2 separate regions of the Mus musculus genome follow, and region 1 is linked to region 2. The links are chromatin contacts, called in public HiChIP or PLAC-seq maps. All regions are on one chromosome and are shown on one strand. The core of a region is the stretch at or near the end of the contact, and the rest is flanking DNA. Distances in the headings are between cores, read along the strand shown.

Region 1 (5,560 bases), core at 2,440-4,939, 82 kb after region 2:
ACACACACAGACACAGACACACACAGACACAGACACACACAGACACAGACACACACAGACACAGAATACACAGACACAGACACACACAGACACAGATACACACAGACACAGACACACACACAAGGGTCTTACACACCCCACTCACATGCCACACACATACATACACATGTGCAAAAATTCCTAGAGTTCACTTGCGTTTCATTTAAAAACAAACATTAAGTTACGAGAAAGAACATCCAATCTAGGAACAAACAAAAGCTCAAAAATTAAAAATTAAAAAATCATTAAATGAAGTTTGGTGGCATTAGAACACTTGCTAGGAATTTTTACAATGGCCCTAAAGCATACTTTTGCCATCTTTCAGTCCATATTGATGTGAAGTGAGGGTCTCAGCACTGCTTATAAAGTCAAAACGTCTGTTGGCTCGGGAACCATTGACGATGCTCTACATTCTGCAATACCACATAGCCAGCCGAGGGTTAGAACTGGTGTTACTAGTGTGTTCTTTGGAAAGAATTTCACTATGTAGTTTTGACTGACCTGGAATTCATTTATGTAGACCAGGCTGGCCTAGAACTTACTCTGTAGACCAGACTGGGCTGGAACTTGCAGCAATCCTCCTGTGTGTTTGCATCACAGATATGCATGCTGTGCCCCACTGAGATTCAATCCTTTATGCAAAAAGAATCACCTTCATCTCATTAACATGAAATTTTTTTCATTTTTAATACATGAAAAAATATCTGTATACAAAATTGTTTTAAAATACATTTCTTTTTTTAAATTAACATTATACACATTGTATTTTATATGTATGGGTGTTTTGACTGCATGTATGTCTGCGATGTGTGCAGGTTCTTCTGAGACCAGAAGAGGGCGCTGGATCTTCTAGAACTGGAGTTAGGTCACAGTTTTGAGTCTCCATATGAGTTCTGGGAACCAAACCTATGTCCTCTGGGAGAGGAGCCAGTGTTTTTAACCCCTAAGCCATCTCTCCAGTCCTTCATAGTTTTTATTTCTTTTAAGACTTATTTATGGGGCTAGGTAGGAATTGCTCACTTTCGTAGGACATATGCTAAAAATGGAAGTGTACAGAGATTATTGACTCCTGCACAAGTATAATGTGCCATTTGTGAAGCATCCATTAGAAAGGAAGGAAGGGGACTAGCAAGATAGCTCAGCAGGTAAAAGCACTGACTGTTCTTCTGAAGGTCCTGAGTTCAAATCCCAGCAGCCACATAGTGGCTCACAGCCATCAGTACTGAGATCTGATGTCCTCTTCTGGTGCGTCTGAAGACAGCTACAGTGTACTTATGTATAATAATAAATAAATCTTTGGGCCGGAGCAAGCAGGGACTGAGTGAGCGGGGCCGTTGGAGCGAGCGGGGTTGACCAGAGCGAGCAGAGGTTCTAAAAATTCAATTCCCAACAACCACATGAAGGCTTACAACCATCTGTTCAGCTACAGTGTACTAATATACATAAAATAAATAAATTAATCTTTTAAAAAAGGAAAGGAAGGAAGACATATTTAGTCACTACATAATACCTTATCACATCTTCATGCTATAAATTTTTAAATCATTTTTTTATTATTGGCCTCTCAGGTTTTTAAAAATTAAATTATATTTAATTTATCGTGTGTGCGGGTGGGTAGAGGGATTGTGCCTATGTGCCACAGAGCAAACGTGAGGTCAGAGAACAACTTATGGAGTCAGTTCTGTCCCGCCATGTGGCACATGGGGAATAATGCAGCTGTCGGGCTTGGCAGTGACTGCCTTTCCCTGCTGGGCCACCGAATTGGCCCTCTAATGGGATCTGTAATTTCAAATGCCCAAGAAGCTGGGAAGAGGGCTCACTGTGTAAGAGTGCTTACTGGACAAACATGAGAACGTGGGCTTGGATTTCCAGAACTCATGTGAAAAGACAGGTGTGGACTGTGTGCCAGCACAGAGACTGTGTGTCAGAGGCAGAGACAGGGGACTCCTGGGGCTTTTTGGCCACCAGTCTAGCTACAGATTTGATTCCCAACACCCACATGGCAGTTCACAACCAACTCTTAATCCCAGTCCCGAGGGATCCAAGGCCGCCTTCTGACATCCCAGGGCACCAGGCACACACATGGTACACATACACACCATCCAGGCAAAACACTTGTATACATAAAATAATAAAATAAATATATGTGAGAACCATTTTAATGAGTTAACTACTGTGGGATGGTGGTACATGCTTGTAACCGTGCACAAGGTTGAGACAGGAGGACTCATCCATGTTTAAGGCCAGCCTAAACAACATAAAAAAGGACTCTCCAAAAAAGTTGTATTGCTTTAAAAAGAAACACAGTTTAATAGTATACACCTATAATGTCAACACTCGAGAGGCAGAAACAGGGGGTTTACTGCAAATTCAAGGCCAGGCTGGGCTATGTTGTGAGTTCCCAAGCAGTAAAGGCTACAGAGTAAAGGGGGTGGGGGGGGAGGGAGAGAGGGAGAGGAGAGAGAGAGAGAGAGAGAGAGAGAGAGAGAGAGAGAGAGAGAGAGAGAGAGAACAGCAAGAAACTATGAAAGAAACAACACAAGAAAGTTTTCTTGAGCTGGGCAAGGTGGCGCACACCTTTAATCCCAGCACTTAGGAAGCAGAGGCAGGCAGATTTCTGAGTTCAAGGCCAGCCTGGTCTATAAAGTGATTTCCAGGACAGCCAGGACTACACAGAGAAACCCTGTCTCAAAAAAAAAAAAAAAAAAAAAAAAAAAAAAAAAAAAAGAAAGAAAGAAAGAAAGAAAGAAAGAAAGAAAGAAAAAGAAAGTTTTCTTGAACTGAAAGCTACCAGCAAAAGGCCCCAAAGTACATAACCCAAAGAACAAAGTCAGCACCACACCCACCAATGTTGCTATGAGACTTCCAAACCACAAGCAAATAAAGAAAACCCCAAAGGCCTCCATTATCAATTATCATTACCATTATCACAGGGCAATGACTATCTCCAAGTATCTGGGGGAAATGCTTCTCACTAGTCTAGAATTCAAGACCAGAACTCAAGCAAGGGTGAAGGCCCTTAGCATTGCTGCCAACAGGCTCAGAGCCCATGACACACACAGCGGGCATGCATGCATGCGTACCTCAGGAGCATAAGGCAACCATTCCTCACTGGGAGCCCCCTTCCCCACAACACTGGCAATTTGGAGGTCCTGGCAGGCAGAGGAGGTTGGGAATGGGAGTGGGCCCTTTCATTAAAGCCTGCTATGTAGCTAGGCTTGGTAGGTGCACAAGTGTAACCCTAGCTCTTGGGAGGCTGTGGCAGGAGAATGACCAGCTCAAGACCAGCCCGGGTTACATAGTGAGGGAGTGAGTGTGGTTAGATTTCTCATCCAAATATACAGAATAAACTCACCATAAGGCTAGTGGCAGTGGGCTTGTTTTATTGTGGGGGGAGGGGGGTCTTAATGTTTGAGGTAGGGTCTTATTATGTAGCCTAGGCTGGTCTCTAAATTAGGATCTGCCAGCCTCAGCTTCTGAGTCCTGAGGTTAAGGCGTGTGTAACAATAGCTGATTTCTCAGCCTTTAGGTCTTTTAAGAACCAAGGTCCCAGTCACTTTTCTCAAATCCAGACAAAACCCCACCAAGACCTAAGAAATAGAAGGGGGGGGTGTTACAGACTCTAACTCCAATCCAGCCCCTGCTAAGATGCTAGGAGGACCACAGACATCCTCTGTGCTTGGCCTGAAGGTCACATGCAGCAAAAGAGATCACCGGGTGACAGGCTGCAGGGAAATTATCTTCTCTGTGGCTATTTTTGTACTGCTTGAATCTTTTATAAGGAGCATCTATCATCACGGTAATACAAAGGAGAAATACCAGGCCTGAGTTCTTGTCTTCCTCTACAGCTTCTGGGCCCACCAAAGGGGGTACTCTAGGGACTTCCCCAGGTAAAGGCAAGGGGTGTCAGCAGCCCAGGCTGAGGATTGACCCTTTTTCCTGTGAGGTCACTACCTCATCTGATACTTCTAGGAAACTTGAATCTCTATCTGGGAGGCCAGAAAGGAAGAAGGGCTTTGCTCAGTGTGATGGTTAATATTAACGGTTTATCTGAATGATGGAAAGTTACACAGGGAGCAGGCACATCTTTAAGGGCTTTTATCTATTAGGTTCATTGATGTGGGAAGATACACCTTAACTGCAGGCAACCATTGTTAACAGCTGGGACTCCCCCACCCCAAAGGAATAAAAAGGAAAAGGAAACTAAGCATTACATTGTTGCTCTCTGCTTCCTGACTGCAGATACAATGTAACCAGCTGCCTCCCATTCTTGACAGAATGACCTCAGTGCCTCCATTTACCACAGTACCTCCAGACTGTGACCTAAAACGAGCCCTTCCTCCCTTAAGCTGCTTTTGTGAAGGTATTTTATCACAGCAAAAGGGAAAGTAAGTGGTTAAGACACTCAGCATGTCTCAGATTCTCTTGTCCATAGAAGACTGGGGCTACAAATGCTTGGGACACAGAACACTGTCACTCCTGTCCTTCAACAGGTTCACTCAGCCCCTCTCTAGCAACCAGATCAGACACCTTGAGCACTCTGAGGACTTGGCCAGAGCTCAGCCTCCTCCAGAATGGTGACCCTGCTCTTGCTGAGATGATAAAAACCCTGAGAAATTCTTGCATCCTCATTCCTAGACAAGTCCTCAACTATGCCCTACTCAGACCTGCCAGGCACCAAGCTACTGGGTTCCTAGGGGAAAGGCAGCCATAGACACTGCCTAGGAGGCTGACACAGGGTACACACACCAAAGAAACAGGGGCAATCAGGCAACTTCCTGCAGCCTGAGGTTCCCCACATCTCTGTCCATGAGAAGGCAGACATAAACAGCCATAACTAGCCATGTAGCCCTCTCCTATCTCCAGCAATGGACAAGGGAAGGTAGGACCTGACTTAGAAGCTCTCAGGTACCCTTCCTCACTCTCCATCCTCTGCTCCTCCAAGTCCACCTGGGTGGGCTTGTCACAGCCACGGCAACCTCAGGGGCCATTCTGATGCCTGGCCCACTACTCCCATTCAGGGTTGAGACCTACCCCAAATCCATTAGGATTTGGCCAAAGCCTCAACAAAGCTCTTGAATTCTTGTCTAAAAAACTAGAGATAGAAAAGTAAGTCACGACTTGGCTGGGTTGTATACAAGGCCAGAGCTCAACAGCCAAGGCCCCACCAAGTTGGGTATTATTAGCTAAGGCCACACCCAGATGGGCATCATCAGTGTAGGATCATTTTGTCCGTTAGCCCTCTAGAGACACCAAGCCTAATTAGAACATATGGAACTATAAAGTTCTGACTGGAAATATAGATATGACAGACATATCGGTGGGGGCACCTCAGATGACTACTCTCAGTCCTGGGTGAGAACAGGATGGATGGTCCCTGCCTTATCTCCATTAATTTGTCAAGTCAGAAACTGAATTTCCTTCCACATGGTCTCAGCATCCAAGGCACTCAGGTGAAACCAAAAGAATCCTTTGTTGCCCTGGACCCAGCCAAGTCGTGACTTACTTTTCTATCTCTAGT
Region 2 (5,520 bases), core at 481-2,980:
AAATGTGCACAGCCATCCACATATTGACTTATTTATTATTCCTGTAGATAAAATGGCTCTTTGGCAAGAATTTCCGCAAGGAACAAGTATAAACATTCAATACTATGCAGTAAATCAAATTCTAGACATCCTTAGCAGCATTAGTAAATCATGTTTTAAACATTAAAATGTTTTAAAACAGCGAACACACACGCACATTTATATTTATTGGCCCATATCAGTTTGAATAAAATTACAGAACGAAAAGCCATTCCTCAGCTCTGAGAGGAGCTATGTAAGGGTTTTTTTTTTCCTTCCAGAGTGAAATCTCTACTTGATTCTTTTGTGCAGTGGCCAGTTGGACAACGAACTGAAATCCAGTCAGGAGACCTTAGATTGCTTAGATTGCTCTTGGATTCTTGATTCCTTCTGGAGTTGGACCTTTTTATCCTATAGGGAAAAGGATTGACCCTGAAGATCCTAGCTCAATTCCACACACACACACCCCAGTGTGTGTTGTTTGGGTGTGTGTACGGGGTATATATTTGTGTATAAATGTGTGTGTGTGTGCATGTGGAGATTGATTGTAGAGTGTATTTCTCAATCACCTTCCATCAGTAGTCATTACTTTTTTTTTTTTTATTTTTCCCAGCCCTGCTCTCTCCAACCCTGCTCACTTCAGCCCTGCTCTGGTCATATTAATTTCATATATATGGGTACTCTGTCACTATCTTCAGACACAGCAGAAGACAGAATCAGATGCCCATTACAGATGGTTGTGAGCCACCATGTGGTTGCTGGAAATTGAACTCAGGACCTCTGGAAGAACAGTCAGTGTTCTTAACTGCTGAGCCATCTCTCCAGCCCTCATTACTTATTCTTAATGTACATGCACAGGTGTTTTGCCTATACATGTGTCTGTGTATTACTTATGTTCAGTGTCTAAGGATACCAGAAAAGGTTGTCAGATCTCTGGGACTGGAGTTACAGATAGCTGTGAGTTACTGTGTGTCGAGAACCTAACCCAAGTCCTCTGTAACAGCAGCCAATGTGCTTAACCACTGGGCCATCTTTCCAGCCCTGCCACCTCTATGCTCTGAGGAAGGCTCTCACTGAGACTGAAGCTCTGGCTGGCCAACATGCTTTAGGGATCCCCCTGTCTCCATACTCCACCTCCACTATGCCAGTGTTACAGGCACACACCACTGTACCTGGATTTTTCCATGGGTTCTATGGATTTGAACTCTGGCCCTCATGCTTGTGTGGCAGTCATTTGCAGACTTAGCCATCTACACACTCCCCAGCTCAGTTCAAAAGTCTATTCTCAGCTTCCAATTGTCTGGAGAGGCAACCCCATCCTCCATGAGGTGCCTATATAGTGAAGGCTCCTGAGGGACCCAGGCACTTTTCCTTCTTGAAGCTCTGGCCAGAGTAAAGAGAAGCTGAACCTAGAGTGACTGAGGGGAGGGTGGGGACATCACACACAAGCACATGAATTCTGCCTCTTAAAAACTGGGGTAATTCATACTGGCTATTCGCAAGTGTTCACGTCACACAGCCTGCCCCCACCCCATGGTTTTTACATCATATTGTAAACTATGCAATATGTTTACCTCCAAATCCCAACTCCCGGATGGTGCTTAAGCTACCAAGAATGTCCTCAGACACCATTACCCAGGACTCTGTGTATTACCAGGCTCCTGCTGTCCAGGATGGTCACTGCACTTTGGATTGTGGTGTCCCTTTACTGAGTCACCTCAGAAACACTTCCTGGCTTCTAAGTCAGAGAGTGCATGTCCAAGCAATTGGTTTGCATTGTCTTGCTGACCCTGGGTCATTTTCCTGTGTCTGACCATTAAGAGGCCTAGGCCAGGGTCAATAAGATAGCTCAGTGGGTAAAGTGTTGGCCATCCAAGCCTGACAACCTGACTTCCATACCTAGACATACATGGTGTTATACATGTGCATGCACACATGTGCACACACGCACACACAACAACAACAACAACAAGACTAAATAAGTAAGTAAATAAAATTAAAAGAAACTCTTGCCAGCTCCCTCAAATACAGACCCACACTGCCCATGTTCTGTGCCCATTCCCAGCCTCTCCATCTTCCCTTTGCTAACCTTCTCTGGGAATCATTTTATCCTTATAGTATGCCTTTTTAAAAAGTGACACATATGCCAGGCAGTGGTGGCGCATGCCTTTAATCCCAGCACTTGGGAGGCAGAGGCAGGTGGATTTCTGAGCTCAAGGCCAGTCTGGTCTACAGAGTGAGTTCCAGGACAGCCAGGGCTACACAGAGAAACCCTGATTTGAAAAAACAAAATGACACATAATCTTTTCTAGAACAATCCAGATCCCTAAATAAACTTGCACCTAGGCTATGTCAGACATACTCCCAATACACATGACTCTGACTGTGTTGGACAACCCTTGCTGCCTGCTAAACACAAACCTGGTGTCCACAGCAGTGCCTTGAGCCTCTAAAACTTCTCCACGCTTTTCATCTTCTTACTAAGCACGCATCATTTACCATAACTCTTCAATAATGAGGACCCTATAAAATAGAGATGACCTTCCTGTTTGGCTGAGGCTTTGAGATGTGCAGGGAATCAATCCAAGCCTTTATAGTGAATTGAAGAGTCGGGTCTCTCAATCTCCAGCTTGGCACTCTGGTTCTAATTTTAGGGTACTCCTCCAGCTTGTCTCAATGAGCACAAAGGACAAGGGGGTTCAGTTACCACTCTAGCTGGTTGATGGGGCATAGACTATGTAGTGTGCTCTAAGGCTTCTGGCACAGCAGGGGTAGGGAGTGGACTTAAAATGGTGTCTGTGATGGTAAATCTTCATTGTCAACTTGACTGACGGAATTTAGGATGACACAAACCTCAGGGTGCTTCCATGATAGATTCTGCAAAAATTTAACTGAGGTGGGAAAAACCACCCAGAATGCAGGCAGCCCTATCCCATGAGCTGGAGTCCTGAACTGAAGAAGAAGTAGAGAGCTAGCTGAGTGCCTGCCTGCATTTGTGTATGCTCCCTGAGAAGTTGGCGGTGTAATGTGGCCACCTCCCTTCCAGCTGCTGTGACCTCTCACCGTGAGGGACAGTGTCCTCAAACTACAAGCCGAAACAAATTCTTCTTACTTAAATTACATGCATGTATGCATGCACATATATAACACCATGTATGTCTATATAGAAGTTTTGTCACGGCAAAGAGAAAATTAACCAAAACACCCCCTAACCACAAAACACAAAGACCAGACAAGACAGGAAAAGCTAGACTGGCCAAAGAGGTTCTCGAGAGTGAGCAAGGCTGATGGACCCTAACATTCAAACAGGACTTTAGGAAAGCCAGGCTTGACTAACTATTGGCAAACAGAAGTTGACTTCTGCTAAGGGAGATGTGTGTGTGTGTGTGTGTGTGTGTGTGTGTGTGTGTGTGTGTGTGTGAGAGAGAGAGAGAGAGAGAGAGAGAGAGAGAGAGTGCATGCATGTCTGCATGTGTTTGTGTATGTGTGACAGGAGCCAGGCAGCTGAGGCAGCGGGACAACAGAGCCACTGGCCTGACTGGGAAGAATGTCCCAGACATTGACAAAAGACAATCTAGAGAGGGTAAGGATGGGAGACCAGGGACACCAAAGAGCCCACTGGGTCCCTGTGGCCAGGCGGGGCCCAGAGCACATGGTGCCAGCCTCGTTCCCTATTAGGCAAAGCACTGCACCATCTGTATAGTCCCAGGAGCAGGAGCAGGAGCAGGCGTTTTATAACTTCCTTTTCTTTTTCAGTCTACATTAAAAATAAATGTTCCCTTCAGCTCTCAGATGTATATCTCTAGTGCAACCTGCCCACATTCCCTCCTGCTGCCCTTTCCAGAACATGGCAGGGGAAGGGAAGGAAGAGATGGAGAGAGGGAGCCAGTCCACCCGGCTGATGCCAGTGGATCACACCTCTTCTAAGAGGGAAGCGCGGCAGGCACGGCCACACATGGTGGAAGGTGCCCAGAATGCATGGGGACCAGGGAAATGGAAGTGGAGGAAATGGGAGCCAACAGCCAGGCTTGCTTCCCACCCCCACCCTCCCGCACCGCAGGACCTTGGCCAAATCACACATCCCATCTTTGCATTTATAGTTCATGCAGTGGCTGGAGTCCCCTCTGCAGCTCCAGCCCTCTGGTGGCTGTCCTTGCTGCACGTCTCTCTGTACTTCCCCTTGTGTGTCCTGCTGTGGACCTAGTGATCATCAGACTCTGGGGCCAAGACTGACCCAGGCTAAGTTCTTTGAGTTCCTCCCCCTGCCTTCACCTGTTAAATAAAGAACTACCCTGGCATCTCTTAGGGGCCACATCTCCCAGAGTGGCACAGACAGAATCTGGCTCAGTGTCTGGCACATGTTCCTGGATGTCAGGTAGTGGTATCGTCCCTCCTCTAGTCTGGTTTCTCTCAGTCTTGTCTGTGTACACACACACATACACACACACACACACACACACACACACACACACTCACACACACACAAGCCCTTTCTTTGAGCCTCACAGCCTGCACCTTCCTTACAAATATAAATCTTTGTGTGAGCATGCATGTGTTTGTGTATGTGTTCATGTGTGTGCATATGCATGTATAAGCCTCTGGGGGCTGGGAGGAGCAGGGGTCAGCCAGACTCAGCAAACTATAGATCTATACAATGAGGATCAGAAGTTCCTCCAGAGGTTGACCCCAGCTAAGTAAGATTCCCTAAGAATATGAAGGAGTGTTGGTGTCTGGGCCATGACACCGCTGCAGCCTTCACAAAAGGCTCTAGGGACATTGTGTGCAGAGCTATGTTGATGCTGGTACTGCGGTGAGTACCCCCTGCATCTCCATCTTCACTCATGCCCTTGGCTCCCAAGCAACCCTGCTCAGCACCCCACCACCTGGGCTCCGGGGCTCAAGAGGGATTATTTGTGCTACTCTAAGGACTGAGTAGAGAATGTATTCTGTACAGTAGCTTCTACCTGGAAGATGGTTCACAGGAGACCTCACACCTTTGTCATTTCCTTAGGTGTCCTAACTGCTGTAGAAAGTTACATTTTTCTGGGTTTTGTTTTTTTGTTTGTTTGTTTGTTTGGTTGGTTGTTTTTATTTGGTTTGGTTTGGTTTGCTTTTTCAAGATAGGGTTTCTCTGTGTAGCCCTAGCTATTTTGGAACTCAACACTATAGACCAAGCTGGCCTCAAACTTAGAGAGATCCACCTGCCTTCTGCCTCCCAAGTGCTGGGATTAAAGTCATGCACCACCACCGGCAGGCTGACAAGTTATTTTTTTAAGACTTATTTGCATTTGTATTTATGTACATGTGTGTGGGTATGTGCACAATAGTGCAGGTGCCCACAGAGGCCAGATATACAGGCTTTGGATCCCCTGGAGATTGAGTTCAAGGCAGTTGTGAGCTGACCGGTGTGGGTGATGGGAACTGAACTCAGGTTCCCTGGACAAGCCGCCAGCACTGGCTGTTAGCCAGTGAGCCATCTCCTGAGCCCAAACAAGCCCTAAC

The links. HiChIP or PLAC-seq counts read pairs in DNA pulled down with a chosen protein or histone mark.
Region 1: a contact with region 2 is called in an HNF4G HiChIP or PLAC-seq map of pancreatic cancer cells. The contact joins two enhancer-like sites. A contact is called at or near these places in 6 of 39 promoter capture datasets (HPC-7-derived erythroid cells, embryonic stem cells, hematopoietic stem and progenitor cells and 3 more), 2 of 15 datasets of contacts at CTCF or cohesin (the NIH/3T3 cell line and embryonic stem cells), 14 of 484 Hi-C or Micro-C datasets (the HL-1 cell line, bone marrow-derived macrophages, cerebral cortex and 7 more), 4 of 115 datasets of contacts at active chromatin or transcription factors (the NIH/3T3 cell line, bone marrow-derived macrophages, embryonic stem cells and 1 more) and 2 of 9 other capture datasets (adipose tissue and pancreatic islet).

Annotation. Positions count from the first base shown.
Region 1 is chr6:85,353,027-85,358,586 of GRCm38.p6, forward strand. All of the region lies in intron 1 of Rab11fip5 (RAB11 family interacting protein 5 (class I)), which reads right to left. Among named protein-coding and RNA genes, the nearest start is that of Rab11fip5, 19 kb to the right of the region's middle. Within about 2 kb of position 3,690, at least 27 of the 459 cell types and tissues checked have an H3K27ac peak or open chromatin away from gene starts, as enhancers often do. A contact at or near this core is called in pancreatic cancer cells, where this site is marked.
Region 2 is chr6:85,272,896-85,278,415 of GRCm38.p6, forward strand. All of the region lies in intron 6 of Sfxn5 (sideroflexin 5), which reads right to left. Among named protein-coding and RNA genes, the nearest start is that of Sfxn5, 58 kb to the right of the region's middle. Within about 2 kb of position 1,731, at least 6 of the 459 cell types and tissues checked have an H3K27ac peak or open chromatin away from gene starts, as enhancers often do. A contact at or near this core is called in pancreatic cancer cells, where this site is marked.